Linked DNA regions of Oryctolagus cuniculus: region 2 is linked to region 1. Evidence: chromatin contacts called from public Hi-C data. All regions are on one chromosome and are shown on one strand. Each heading gives the region's core, a stretch centred on a gene start, on an enhancer-like site or on the middle of the called end of the contact. The rest is flanking DNA. Distances are from core to core; before and after follow the strand shown. Region 1 holds the start of HMGB1 (high mobility group box 1). Region 2 has its middle 170 kb from the start of KATNAL1.

Region 1 (6,293 bases), core at 1,633-4,132:
GCACGGGATCGCTTTCTTGCAGAAGCCTGGCCTTTCCCGGGACCTGAGGTGATCTGCAACCCTAGGCGGGTGCAGGGGCTCCAGACGCTGCTGCCCGCGCCCCTCGGCGCGGGCGGAGACCCCCGTCTCGGGGGGAAGGGTCTCGAGCGTCGCCCCCACTCCTGAAGCGCCATCCAAAGCCTGGGGCCTCTTATCTCAACGGCTTTGGGCGTGAGTGTGGGGTAGGAAGGGGGGGGGAGGCCTGTGGGTGTCTCTTTTGCCTGAGGAGTTGGAGACACTTGTGGAAAAGTCAGGCCCTTTTCGCTCCGGCGGCCGCTCCGGTGTGGGGCTGGCTTGGGTTAGACACATGCACACATACACCATAGAGCTCTGCTTTGCCGTAGCAGCTGCTGCCTCTGCCTCTGCCTCTCCCGCCTCAGCCTCTTTGCCCGGCATACACACACATTCAGATTTGCGCGCTGTTTCAATCCTTGATGACGTGTCCCCGGAGACAGCCAATAGCAAACGGGCTCTGGTCAGGACAATGGGAGGTATCGGACCAATGAGCGGGCCCCGTGAGTTGGCGGTAGCCAATAGGAGGCGCGCTGGCTGGAGAGTAATGTTACAGAGCGGAGAGAGTGAGGAGGCTGCGTCTGGCTCCCGCTCTCACAGCCATTGCAGTACATTGAGCTCCATAGAGACAGCGCCGGGGCAAGTGAGAGCCGGACGGGCACTGGGCGACTCTGTGCCTCGCTGAGGGTGAGTCTGGGGCAGCGCCGCGGCGGGGAGAGCGCCTCCGGCAGCTCCCCTGCCCGCGCGGCGGCCGGATCCCCGCGGCCGGGAGCCGGCGGGTCAGGATCCACACAAAGGCAAATGAGGGGGGACCGTGGGGGGAACTGCGCACGGAGCGAGCCTCTGCCGGGGCGCCGGGGACGCTGCCCCGCGCCGGAGCCCCGGCCCTCAGGCTGCCTGAGGCGCCGGGAGCCCTGCGCCCCACGACTTTCCACCCCCGGTGGCGTCCGCGCTGACTGGCGCAAAAAAAAAATTTTTTTTTTTAATTAAAATTGTTAGCGTGTGTCGGCCCCCCGGGCCGAGCGTTCGGGCGGGCGGCGTGCGCGGAGCGCGGCCGGGGCGGCGGGGCCGGCGGCGCGGCGCGGTGGCGGCGGCGGCGGGCAGCGGCGGCGCTTCCCGGGCTGCATTGGCCGCCGCGGCCGCCGCAGCGAGCCCGGACGCCGGCGGGGAGCGCGGCCGGGCCGGGCCGCTGGGCGGGCGGGCGGGGCGCGCCGCTGCGGGCGAGGGCGGCGCGGGTGGGCCGGGGGCGGCGGTGCGGGCCCCGGCCTCGGCCCGGGCGCGGCGGCGGCGGCGGCGGCGGCGGGGGGGAGCGGCGCCGCTGCGCTCGCTGGAACATGGCTGACTCGGGCCCGGCGCTGCTGGCTGGAGAGAAAACAAGGCGGGCGGGCGGGCGGGCGGGGGAGCTGGGCGCAGCAGTTCCGAGGCAACTTTTTTTTTCCTCCCTCTTTTCACAGCCCCGCGTCCTCCGTGCGGGGGCGGCGGGGCGCGCGGGCCGCGCGGAGGGAGCCGGGGAGCGGCGGGCGGGTGGGCCCGCGCGCGGCGGCCCCCACCCGGCGGGGGGAGGGGAGCGGTGGGGGGAGGGCCCGGCCGCGCGCCCCCCGCCCCTCCCCCCGGCCTGTAATGGCCGAGTGTGTGCGCCAGAGCGCGGCGCGCACCCCGCCCGCCGCCGCCCGCACTCGCACCACACACTCGCGCTCTCTCTCTCTCACACACACACACACACACATACACACACAAAGGGAAGGAGCCATATTCGCGCTCGCCCTCGCGGCGGCGGCGGCGCAGGCGGGGAAGACGCGCAGCGGCCATTCCGTGCGCCGGCCCCGGCGGCCGCGGGCGGAGCCAGCCCCCATTTCGAGCGGGGCTTCTCTCTCTCTCTCCCTGCGCGCCGCGCCTGACAAAATGGGGGCGGCGGCGCGAGCGAGCCTGCGGGGCCTTCCGGGCGCACGTGGCGGCCTCGGGCCTGCGAGCCGAGCCCGCGCTGCCGCCGGCCCTCGCCTCGGCGCGCGGCCGCCGCCGCCCGCCGGAGTTGCGGGCCCCCGCGCGGGAGTCCCCCCAACTCGCAGGGGCCCGAGCAACGCGCCCCCGTCGGGGCGGGAGCGGGGGAGGGGGCCCGCGAGCCCCGCGCAGGAGTGGCTTTTGTCCCTCATCCTTGTTTACTCGGAGAAACTTCAGACCGGACGTGTTTAGTCAGGGCAGAAACACATCTCGGGGCCAAAGCGATAGGAAGCGGAGCCGCCGCCGCCGCCCCAGCCCGGGCGCTCGCGCAGGAGCCCCGCGGCTCCTCCCTGCTCCCGGCGAAGTTTGCTGCAAAGAGGATTTTTTTTTTTTTTTTAAGCAATTGGGAAAACTTTAGATGCAGGGCGATTTTTTTTTTTTTTTAGGCCTCCTCACTTGGAAGGGTTTACTCACACTCAGGCTCGCTTGTTCCTTTGCTTAGGGCAGATCCACACATGGGCAGCGTGAGTTTTCTGACCTTTGGGTTTGTTGGTTAAAAAGGGTGTTGGGAATTTGCAGACCTGTTTGGATGACTGGGCTGAGGGACTCAGAACAGACCCAGGCAGCTGAATCACGAATACTGTGTGTGTGTGTGTGTGTGTGTGTGTGTGTATGCCCTTGTATCTGGACTTAGATCGCTCCCCGAAGGATCGGGTGTTTTTTCGTTTTTTGTTTTTTAACTTGGCGTAGCCCCTTCTAGGAATTGGCTACCATTGCTGTAACTGGTACCTTGATTTTCGTGCAGACCCTAAGCACTTTAAGCTCTTAAATGTCACCATTTCATTGCTAACGTGCAAACACTTTTTTTTTCTCCACAAGAAAAATAACTAAACATGGGCAAAGGAGATCCTAAGAAGCCGAGAGGCAAAATGTCATCATATGCATTCTTTGTGCAAACTTGCCGGGAGGAGCATAAGAAGAAGCACCCAGATGCTTCCGTCAACTTCTCAGAGTTTTCTAAGAAGTGCTCAGAGAGGTGGAAGGTAAGAGGCCTTTAAAGCACACCAACAAGATCATAAAACAGTTAATGATTTCCAAATTAGGATGGGGGGGGCTAGCTGGCTATTTTCATAATGTGCGTCCATAAACAGTAAAACTTCTTTATCAACTTTAGCTTACAAATAATTCTTTTGTAGACCATGTCTGCTAAAGAGAAGGGAAAATTTGAAGACATGGCAAAGGCGGACAAGGCTCGTTATGAAAGAGAAATGAAAACCTATATCCCTCCTAAAGGGGAGACAAAAAAGAAGTTCAAGGATCCCAATGCGCCCAAGAGGCCTCCGTAAGTATTTTGCCTCTTTTTAAGTTTTGAAGATGTGTCTTATGGTCAAATTTGGTAGTTAACTAAAACAGTTGGATGGGGGTGTGAAGCAGAGTGCGTAGAATTAGACACTCGCATCCTTTGCTGAGCGCATCCCCTAATAGGATTTTGTCCTATTATTTAATGAAAAATAATACTTTGCAGATGTTCTGGAGTTCTAACTAGGCTAAATTAAGAAACTACGCTGTTCTGGGTAGCTGAGGGTTAGTTAGCATATGCTAATATTTGCACCTTCTTAAATGCATAGTAGAAGTAGGCAGCGGTTTGTCTAGTGCTGCAGTCCCCATTTGATAGCATTTGTGTGTGATCTGTTCTCCTTAACATCTTCACATTGCTCTTTCAGTTCGGCCTTTTTCTTGTTCTGTTCTGAGTATCGCCCCAAAATCAAAGGAGAGCATCCTGGCCTGTCCATTGGTGATGTTGCAAAGAAACTGGGAGAGATGTGGAATAACACTGCTGCAGATGACAAGCAGCCCTACGAGAAGAAGGCTGCCAAGCTGAAGGAAAAGTACGAGAAGGTAAGAAGTGTGTGGGTTTGCTGGTGCGGTGTCGGACGTGCCACGTGTTGGATGATCATGCTGGACTCCTCATCCTGATTTCCTGTTTCCTTATGGATTTCCAAGAGTTCGAGCTATAATAGTGTTTAGTGTAACTATTAAGAAGTGCTTCTCCGTATTTCAAATATGGAGAATCAAAACTGTAGGCATAGGTAAAGGCTGTATATTTAAGTTGGTCTTGATAGTCCACATTGTCTCCAAATTTATGAATGTGGAGATTTTGGTGATTACTTTGCAAGAGCAATTACTGTTCTAAAATGATCAGATAGAACAAAAAACTAAGCTGGACAAAGTTAATACCAGTTCTGGGTTTCATGGACATGCCCTGAAACATGTGTTCCTTTAGATAACACAACAAAAGCTTGTATGGTTAAATTTCAAGTTTGTTGATCTGTGTAGCTTAAAAAAAAGCTATATCTCCTATACTTTAAATTGAAATACTAAGTACTTGAAGTTAAATTTTAGCTTTTGTAGTTATTTATTCTTAAAAAATATGTATTTCTAAATGTTTCTTAATCCAGTTGCATGCTTACTGAAAAGTTGCCCCCTTTTTTTGAAGTTAGCATTTTCTGCTGTGAGTTGGGGTCTGGCAGTATAAACCTGTAGAATGCATTTTTGCATTCAGAAGGTGGCAGTGTCTACCCTTTAATCAAAGTCTCTGCGATCTGGTTGTAATAAACTAGAGTTGGGATGCGGTACATGATTACACCTCAGTGAGGCACAGCTCTGCAAATATTAGACCATTTCATAAGTCACAGGTTGTTGATTGTAATTAGCTCAGTACTTGATGTGCATGTTTTGCAGTTTTTATTTGTGAAGTTGAAGTGGGTATAGATACGTGGTATTTCCGGGTAACTGAGTTGTTAGTTTTTCTCAGTTCTGCCATGTTGTTTCTGTTTTTCTCCCTTTTACTTAACTCTTCTCTCTTCCCCATCTCCTTTTTTCTCCTGCCTTTATTTTGGAAGGATATTGCTGCATACCGAGCTAAAGGAAAACCTGATGCAGCGAAAAAGGGAGTCGTCAAGGCTGAAAAGAGCAAGAAAAAGAAGGAAGAGGAGGAGGATGAAGAAGACGAAGAGGATGAGGAGGAAGAGGAAGACGAGGAAGATGAAGATGAAGAAGAAGATGATGATGATGAATAAGTTGGTTCTAGCGCAGTTTTTTTTTCTTGTCTATAAAGCATTTAACCCCCCTGTACACAACTCACTCCTTTTAAAGAAAAAAAATTGAAATGTAAGGCTGTGTAAGATTTGTTTTTAAACTGTACAGTGTCTTTTTTTGTATAGTTAACACACTACCGAATGTGTCTTTAGATAGCCCTGTCCTGGTGGTATTTTCAATAGCCACTAACCTTGCCTGGTACAGTATGGGGGTTGTAAATTGGCATGGAAATTTAAAGCAGGTTCTTGTTGGTGCACAGCACAAATTAGTTATATATGGGGACGGTAGTTTTTTCATCTTCAGTTGTCTCTGATGCAGCTTATACGAAATAATTGTTGTTCTGTTAACTGAATACCACTCTGTAATTGCAAAAAAAAAAAAAGTTGCAGCTGTTTTGTTGACATTCTGAATGCTTCTAAGTAAATACAATTTTTTTTATTAGTATTGTTGTCCTTTTCATAGGTCTGAAATTTTTCTTCTTAAGGGGAAGCTAGTCTTTTGCCAATTTTGGATCACATTAATTATTACAGTGTTTTCTCTTTTCATGTAGTTAGATAAAAAGCTTTTGTCTACACACCCTGCATATCATGATGGGGTAATAGAAGTTGAATTGAGATCGCTGTCATCGGTAACTGAAACGACAAAATCTTGATCAGCTGATAACAGATTTCACATAACCCACTTACATTTACGAGTGAAGAGTAACCAGTCTGTTCATAGCATGGGATTATTAGAATCAAACATTTTGAAAGTCTGTCCTTGAAGGACTAGTAGAAAAGTATGTTCTAATCTTTACCTGAGGATTCTATATTTAACTCCCATTACCATGTAATGGCAGTTATATTTTGCAGTTCCCACATTAAAGAAGACCTGAGAATGTATCCCCAAAAGCGTGAGCTTAAAATACAAGACTGCCATAGGAAGTAGTTTTTGTTGTCCATTAGTCCTGGTGAAGGCTACGAAAGTGCTGGCTGTCCATGTCTCTCCCATTTATCTAAATATGGACTGCTCAGGAAATATGAGACTCCATTAAAAGTAGCTTTAATTAACTGGGCCAGCTTTTTGAAATGATGAAGCCACATTCAAAGGAGGGTATATTTTCCTATATTGTGGCTTGCCCCTTTATTAAATCAAGTGGCCACTTGAGAAGGAAGACACTTAAAACTTAGTGTCTCGTGTGAGTTATCCAATTTATTTGATTTTTC
Region 2 (6,293 bases), core at 1,845-4,344, 380 kb after region 1:
TGTAAACCGAGTCACATCCTGTAGCAGTGTGTGGTGTGCAGGCTGTGGTGACAGATGACCAAATGATGAAGCCCCTTGGCGGCTCCCAACTCTTGGGGGCCCCAAGGGGTGGGAAGAGGGAGAGGCCAGTTGCCTCAGCTTCAGGGTGGACTGACCCAGGAGGGAACCCATGAGGAGTGGTTGGCTCCACTTGGAGTTGAGCAAACCTAGGTTTGAATTCAGTCCAAGCCACTCACTGATGATATGGCCATACTCCCGTGCCTCAGTTTCCCCCTGTGAAACAGAATGGCGATAGTTTTCTTATTTGGTTCTTGTGCACTTTAATTGCGATTTCATAGAGAACTTCCAGAATATGCTTAACGCAGAGACTGGCCCTCAGTCATTAATTAGTGGTAACTGTGACTGCCTTGGGGAGATACAACCTCTGGGCTGAGGCCTTGGTCCTCCCCCTAATTCCAGGCCCTCCCACCCAGCTTTGGTCCTCTGCATGTCTGGCCGCTGGCTCCCACTCCTTTGTGAACTCTGATCACTCAGCTTCGCTGTCAAGCCAACACCTGCAAATCTTTAGCACTTTATAGCATTCTGATCCAGCTTCTAAGATGCAAACTATCAAGACCCTGATGAGGAGATCTTTCCCCAAAAAAGTTATGAGAGAGAGAGAGAGAGAGAGAGAGAGGAGGAGAAGAGGAGAGGAGAGGGGAGGGGAGAGGAGGGGGAGGAGAGGAGAGGAGAGAGGAGGAGAGGAGGAGAGGGCAGGGGAGAGGGGAGGAGAGGAGAGGGAGGTGAGGAGGAGAGGAGGAGAGGAGGAGGAGGAGAGGAGAGCTCTTCCATCCACTAGTTCACTCCCCAGATGGCCACAATGCCTGGGGCTGGGCCAGGCTGAAGCTGAGAGCTTGGAACTCCATCTGGGTTTCCCATATGGATGGTGGCAGGGGCCCAAGCACTGGGGCCATCTGCTTTGGCTTTCCCAGTTGCATTAGTAGGGAGCTGGAGTGGAAGTGGAGCAGCCAGGGCTTGAACGAACGCTCATCTGGGATGTTGGCGTGGCAGGTGGTGGCTTAACCCACTGCATCCCAAGGCTGGCCCCAGGACACAGACCTCTTAATCTAAGCCCAACACCTGCCCCCTGATATGTTCTTGAGCTTGGAGCCACACAGCGCTTTTTTTTTTTTTTTTTTTTTTTTTTTTTTTTTGACAGGCAGAGTGGATAGTGAGAGAGAGAGACAGAGAGAAAGGTCTTCCTTTTGCCGTTGGTTCACCCTCCAATGGCTACCGCGGCTGGCGCACTGCGCTGATCCGATGGCAGGAGCCAGGTGCTTCTCCTGGTCTCCCATGGGGTGCAGGGCCCAAGCACTTGGGCCATCCTCCACTGCACTCCCTGGCCACAGCAGAGAGCTGGCCTGGAAGAGGGGCAACCGGGACAGAATCCAGCGCCCCGACCGGGACTAGAACCTGGGGTGCCAGTGCCACAAGGCAGAGGATTAGCCTAGTGAGCCGTGGCGCCGGCCATAAGCCACACAGCTCTTGGGAGTACTGTTGGCCTTTGCCAGCTGTGGCATATGGGGCAGGCAGATGCAGAACTTGTGGCCATGCAGGACAAGCTCTCCCAAAATCTCTCTTATGGAAGCACCACCAGGAGCTGGGAGACCGACCTGCTGCCAGGGAGACCAGCGGGGAGTCTCCTCCAGCTGTACTCTCCACCCAAGTTTAGGGACATGGCAGCCAAGGCTGAAACTAGGGGTGAGCTCCGAGGGTGACACTGTTTTCAGAGGTCAGGGTCAGCAAGGAAAGGCTGGGGCGTCTGTAGGACCTGGGGACCAACCGGTATGCTTTGTACTTCGTCTTCCAGGCCCGGCACTCGGCTGCAGGACAGGATTCCCAGAAACACTCGACTCTGAGTTGAACAGAGACACTGGTACAGAAAACAGCGCAAGATCAGTCAAATGCAGATCGGTAAGCAGAAGGCTTTGTTGATGCTCCATGCGTCTTAGAGATGGACAGGTCCCCTTGTGGGCTGGTGAGTGATACAGAGTGGATGGATTCAAACAGAGAGGGGGCAGGCTGTGAAAAGGACATGGTTTGTGCATGGTTGGACTAACTTGGTCTACATTAAAAAAATGCAGAGAGCTAGAGAGAGATCTCCCATCTAAATGCTTATAACAGTAGGGCTGGGCCAGGCCGGAGCCAAAAGCCGGAACTCCATCCTGGCCTCCCAGGTGGGTGGCAGGGGCCCCAGTACTTGAGCCTGCTGCCTCCTGGGTTTCTCATTAGCAGGAAGCCGGATCAGAAGCGGAGCTGCGACCCAAACCTAGGGACTCTGAGGTGGGATGCAGGCATCCCAAGCGGTCTCCTCACCACTGTGCCAGCCAGTGGCCCCATCTCAGTCTTTAAACCTCTTTAAACTGTGAGAGGCTGTGATGAGAGATGCTATGGTTTGGATTCCGTTTAATTTACCGTGTGCGTTTGCTTTCTGGCTGTAGCTCTCGCTGTAACAGGAAGGGATTGAATTGGATGATTTTGAATGTTTCTTCCAACTCCCAAATCTCATGATTACATATAAAGATTAGGGGAAGGGCCGGCGCTGTGGCTCACTTGGTTAACCCTCCGCCTGCAGTGCTGGCATCCCATATGGGCACCGGTTCTAGTCCTGGTTGCTCCTCTTCCAGTTCGGTTCTCTGCTGTGGCCTGGGAAAGCAGTAGAAGATGTCCCAAGTCCTTGGGCCCTGCACCCGCATGGGAGACCAGGAGGAAGCACCTGGCTCCTGGCTTCGGATCGGCGTAGCTCTGGCCATAGTGGCCATTTAGGGAGTGAACCAATGGGAGGAAGACCTTTCACTCTGTCTCTCTCTCACACTAATGCTATCTGTAAAATAAATTTTAAAAAAAGATTGGGGGCAAAATAGAAAAAGCACATTTTATTTTTTTACTAAGAGTATTTTTTTAAGTCCCCAAATGAAAAACTGGCTTGCGCATTTCTGGAACGAGCAGCACACAGCTAAGTTATGTGTCACTCTAGCCTCGATTCCCTGGAGACACACACTTAGAATTGTTTCCTGGATCACTTGCTCTCAGCCAGGAACCGGGAACATTGTGTACGGCGCAGCCCACGGCCTCAGCAGCGAGCCGCGGTTCTGCGCGTTCAGAGGTGTGGATTGTTCTGCCCGGGGCCTCGCTTTGCTCTGACTTCTCCTTGTCAGAGTGAGAATGACTCACTCCGCCAGCGCCTTGCAGCCGTCCGCAGCCTTCGCCAAGCTGCACTTTACAAAGGGAACGCTTCGCCATCCATACACCAGGCCTAGGGGCGGCAGAGGAGAGCGGCAAGGCAGACTGGGAGGACTGTTAAAGTTCAGCACACACACACACACATGCACATGCACACACATAACACACATATGCACGCACATGCACACACATGTACATACACATGCACGCAGATATACACACATATACACACATACACATATACACAGATACACACATATACATGTACAGATACACACATACACACATATAAATACACAAAATACACACATATACATGTACAGATACACACATACACATATACACACATATACATGTACACAGATACACACATACACATATATACATGTACAGATACACACATACACATATACACACATATACATGTACAGATACACACATACACACATATAAATACACAAAATACACACATAACACATACACATACACACATACACATATACACACATATACATGTACACAGATACACACATACACATATATACATGTACAGATACACACATACACACATATAAATACACAAAATACACACATAACACATATACACATACACACAGATACACACATACACATATACACGCATATACATGTATACAGATACACACATACACACATAAATACACAAAATACACACATAACACATATAAAAAAAGATACACACAGAGATACACATAACACATATACATACACACAGATACACTCAGACACACATACACACATATACACATATATGCACATACATGAACATACACAGATACACATGTACATATACATGCATATACACAGATACACACATGCACACGTATACACACATACATATACATACATAACACATAAACACACAATACATACATATACCCACAGATACACTTATACACAATACACACATATACACATGCACACATACATACATGCACACATACACATACACACACAAGCTCAGGGCAAAATCGCTGTGAAAAGCAGTCAGCCATCAGCATTCTTTTTTTAAAAAATAATTATTTGATAATCTTTTATAAAAATAGATTTATGTATTTGAAGGGCAGAGTTACAGAGACGGGGTGGGGGGGCGAGAGAGGAAGGTGGGGGGAGAGAGAGAGAGATCTTCCATCTGCTGCTTCACTCTCCAAGTGGCAGAATCCACCAGGGCTGAGCCAGACCAAAGGCAGGAGCTGGGAGTTTCATCTGGGTCTCCCACGCGGGTGCAGGGGCCCAAGGACTTGGACCATCTTCCACTGCTTTCCCAGGCGCGTTAGCAGGGAGCTGGATGGGAAGCGGAGCAGCCGGGACTTGACGCAGAGCCTACAGGGTGCAGTGAGGCAGTTCCACAGTGCCAGCCGCAGCACTCGTTTACGGAAGGCAGAAAAGCTTCCTCCAGAGCACCGGGCTCATGCACGCACTGCTGAAAAGTGCGCAGGAGGGACGAACATGGATCGCGTGTCTCCCTCCGCGCCGTCACAGTGCGAGACAGAGGCCGCCGGGGACTCCCGCAGGGGTAGCTTCCAGGATGGGGCGCCCCAGGGAGGTTGTCTGTCCCCGCGCCGCCTCAGCCTCCTCATGTGTGAGTAGTCCCCGTGTGACAGGAGTGTCTAAGGATGAACTAAGAAGACACAGATCACGGGGCAGGGTGCCTGGTGCGTGCGAAGCGCTCAGCACAGTCAGCGCTGAGTTCTATGGTGTCTCCCTGCATGTCACACAACCCCTGGGGGACTGCCAAGACGAGCCCTGTCCCGAGGCTCTGGGCACCTGCGGCCTCCCCGAGGACGAGCTGAGCGCCCACGTCTGCCGTCTGCTCCCGCAGCCCTGGGCAGTGTCCCCCACACTCCAGGGAGGAGCACCCCAACTCGGGGTCCCCCCACCTGCTTCTCAGAGCTTTCCTCTCCCTGCAGGGGCTCTCGTGGTTTGTCAGCCCTCCACGGCAAGGGTCAGCCCCGGGCCCCCTCCTCACCGCACCCTGCTGCAGAGGCGGCTTTGGGGCTCGCCTGGAGACGCCCCACATCTTCACACGAAGGAAACCAGGGCCCGAGAGCTGGCCGCAAGGCCACACTGGCTCAGGCGCTGGCCCCACAGGCCCTGCGAGGGGCTGTTCCACAGGGCAAGTTCCCGCGGGTCTCTCGGGTCCTGTGCCTGGGCCCAAGTGCTTTTGGGCCCCTGCACCTACTTGGGAGACCCGGAAGAAGCTCCTGGCTTCGGATCAGTGAACCAGCGGATGGAAGACCTCTCTCTCTCGCTCTCTGTAACTCTGCCTTTCAAATAAATAAATCTTTTAAGAAATAAAAACTAAAAAACCCCAAACAATGTTACGCCTACCGACCTTCCTTGGTCTGCTAGATTGGTAGCTCCCCTCGATTTTTTATGTTTCAGCTCTAACATTATAACGCATACTGGATGCCTCACGCACCACTCTCCGTAGCACTGGTCACAGTCACCTGCTTAATATTCGGGTCTAGCATTGCCTCGGTAATTGATGCAGCGCTGAAGAGTCCTGTTTATTTTGCTCTCAGAAGCAGCGGGTTGGGTTAATTATTCGCTCAGTTCCTGGGACACTTCATTGTTGGCTCCAGCTGAACTCTGCCTCATTCATTCATGCATGAAGGTGTTTCTTTTTTTTTTTTTTTTTTTTTGCTTCCATTCCTCTTCCCCTTCAGTAACAGTCATCCTAATGTGTTCAATGCATGTTGTCATTAGCACGTGCTCTATCAAACATGCTGTGTTTCATATGCATGGAATATCAAGTACACCCAAGTATCCTAGGGCTCATTGCGTCTCTCTGTCTTTACTCAGCACTATATTTTATTTATTTATTTTAAGTTTTTGGTTATTGATGAGAGAGGAGAGAGAGAGAGAGAGAGAGAGAGAGAGAGAGAGAGAGAGAATGCACAAGCAAGCTTCCGTTTGCTGGTCTACTCCCCCAAGACGCCTGTGATGGCCAGGGACCAAAGTCTGGAGCCAGGAGCACAATCCAAGTCTTCCACGTGAGTGGCAATCACTTCAGACATCACCGCTGTCTG

What was found. A called contact is a pair of places that touch in the nucleus more often than the background predicts.
Region 2: a contact with region 1 is called in a Hi-C map of an unstated tissue, with 4 times the contacts expected there. The contact joins the enhancer-like site here to the promoter of HMGB1 in region 1. A contact is called at or near these places in 3 of 6 Hi-C or Micro-C datasets (ear pinna, psoas muscle and an unstated tissue).

What each region holds. Positions count from the first base shown.
Region 1 is chr9:84,090,327-84,096,619 of mOryCun1.1, forward strand. HMGB1 (high mobility group box 1) reads left to right here and starts at 2,883. Exons shown (of 4, transcript NM_001171281.1): 1 at 2,883-3,032; 2 at 3,186-3,331; 3 at 3,714-3,888; 4 at 4,893-5,069. The coding sequence starts at 2,883. The coding sequence ends at 5,069.
Region 2 is chr9:84,465,672-84,471,964 of mOryCun1.1, forward strand. No RefSeq gene overlaps it. Among named protein-coding and RNA genes, the nearest start is that of KATNAL1, 170 kb to the left of the region's middle. Within about 2 kb of position 3,095, at least 3 of the 8 cell types and tissues checked have an H3K27ac peak or open chromatin away from gene starts, as enhancers often do.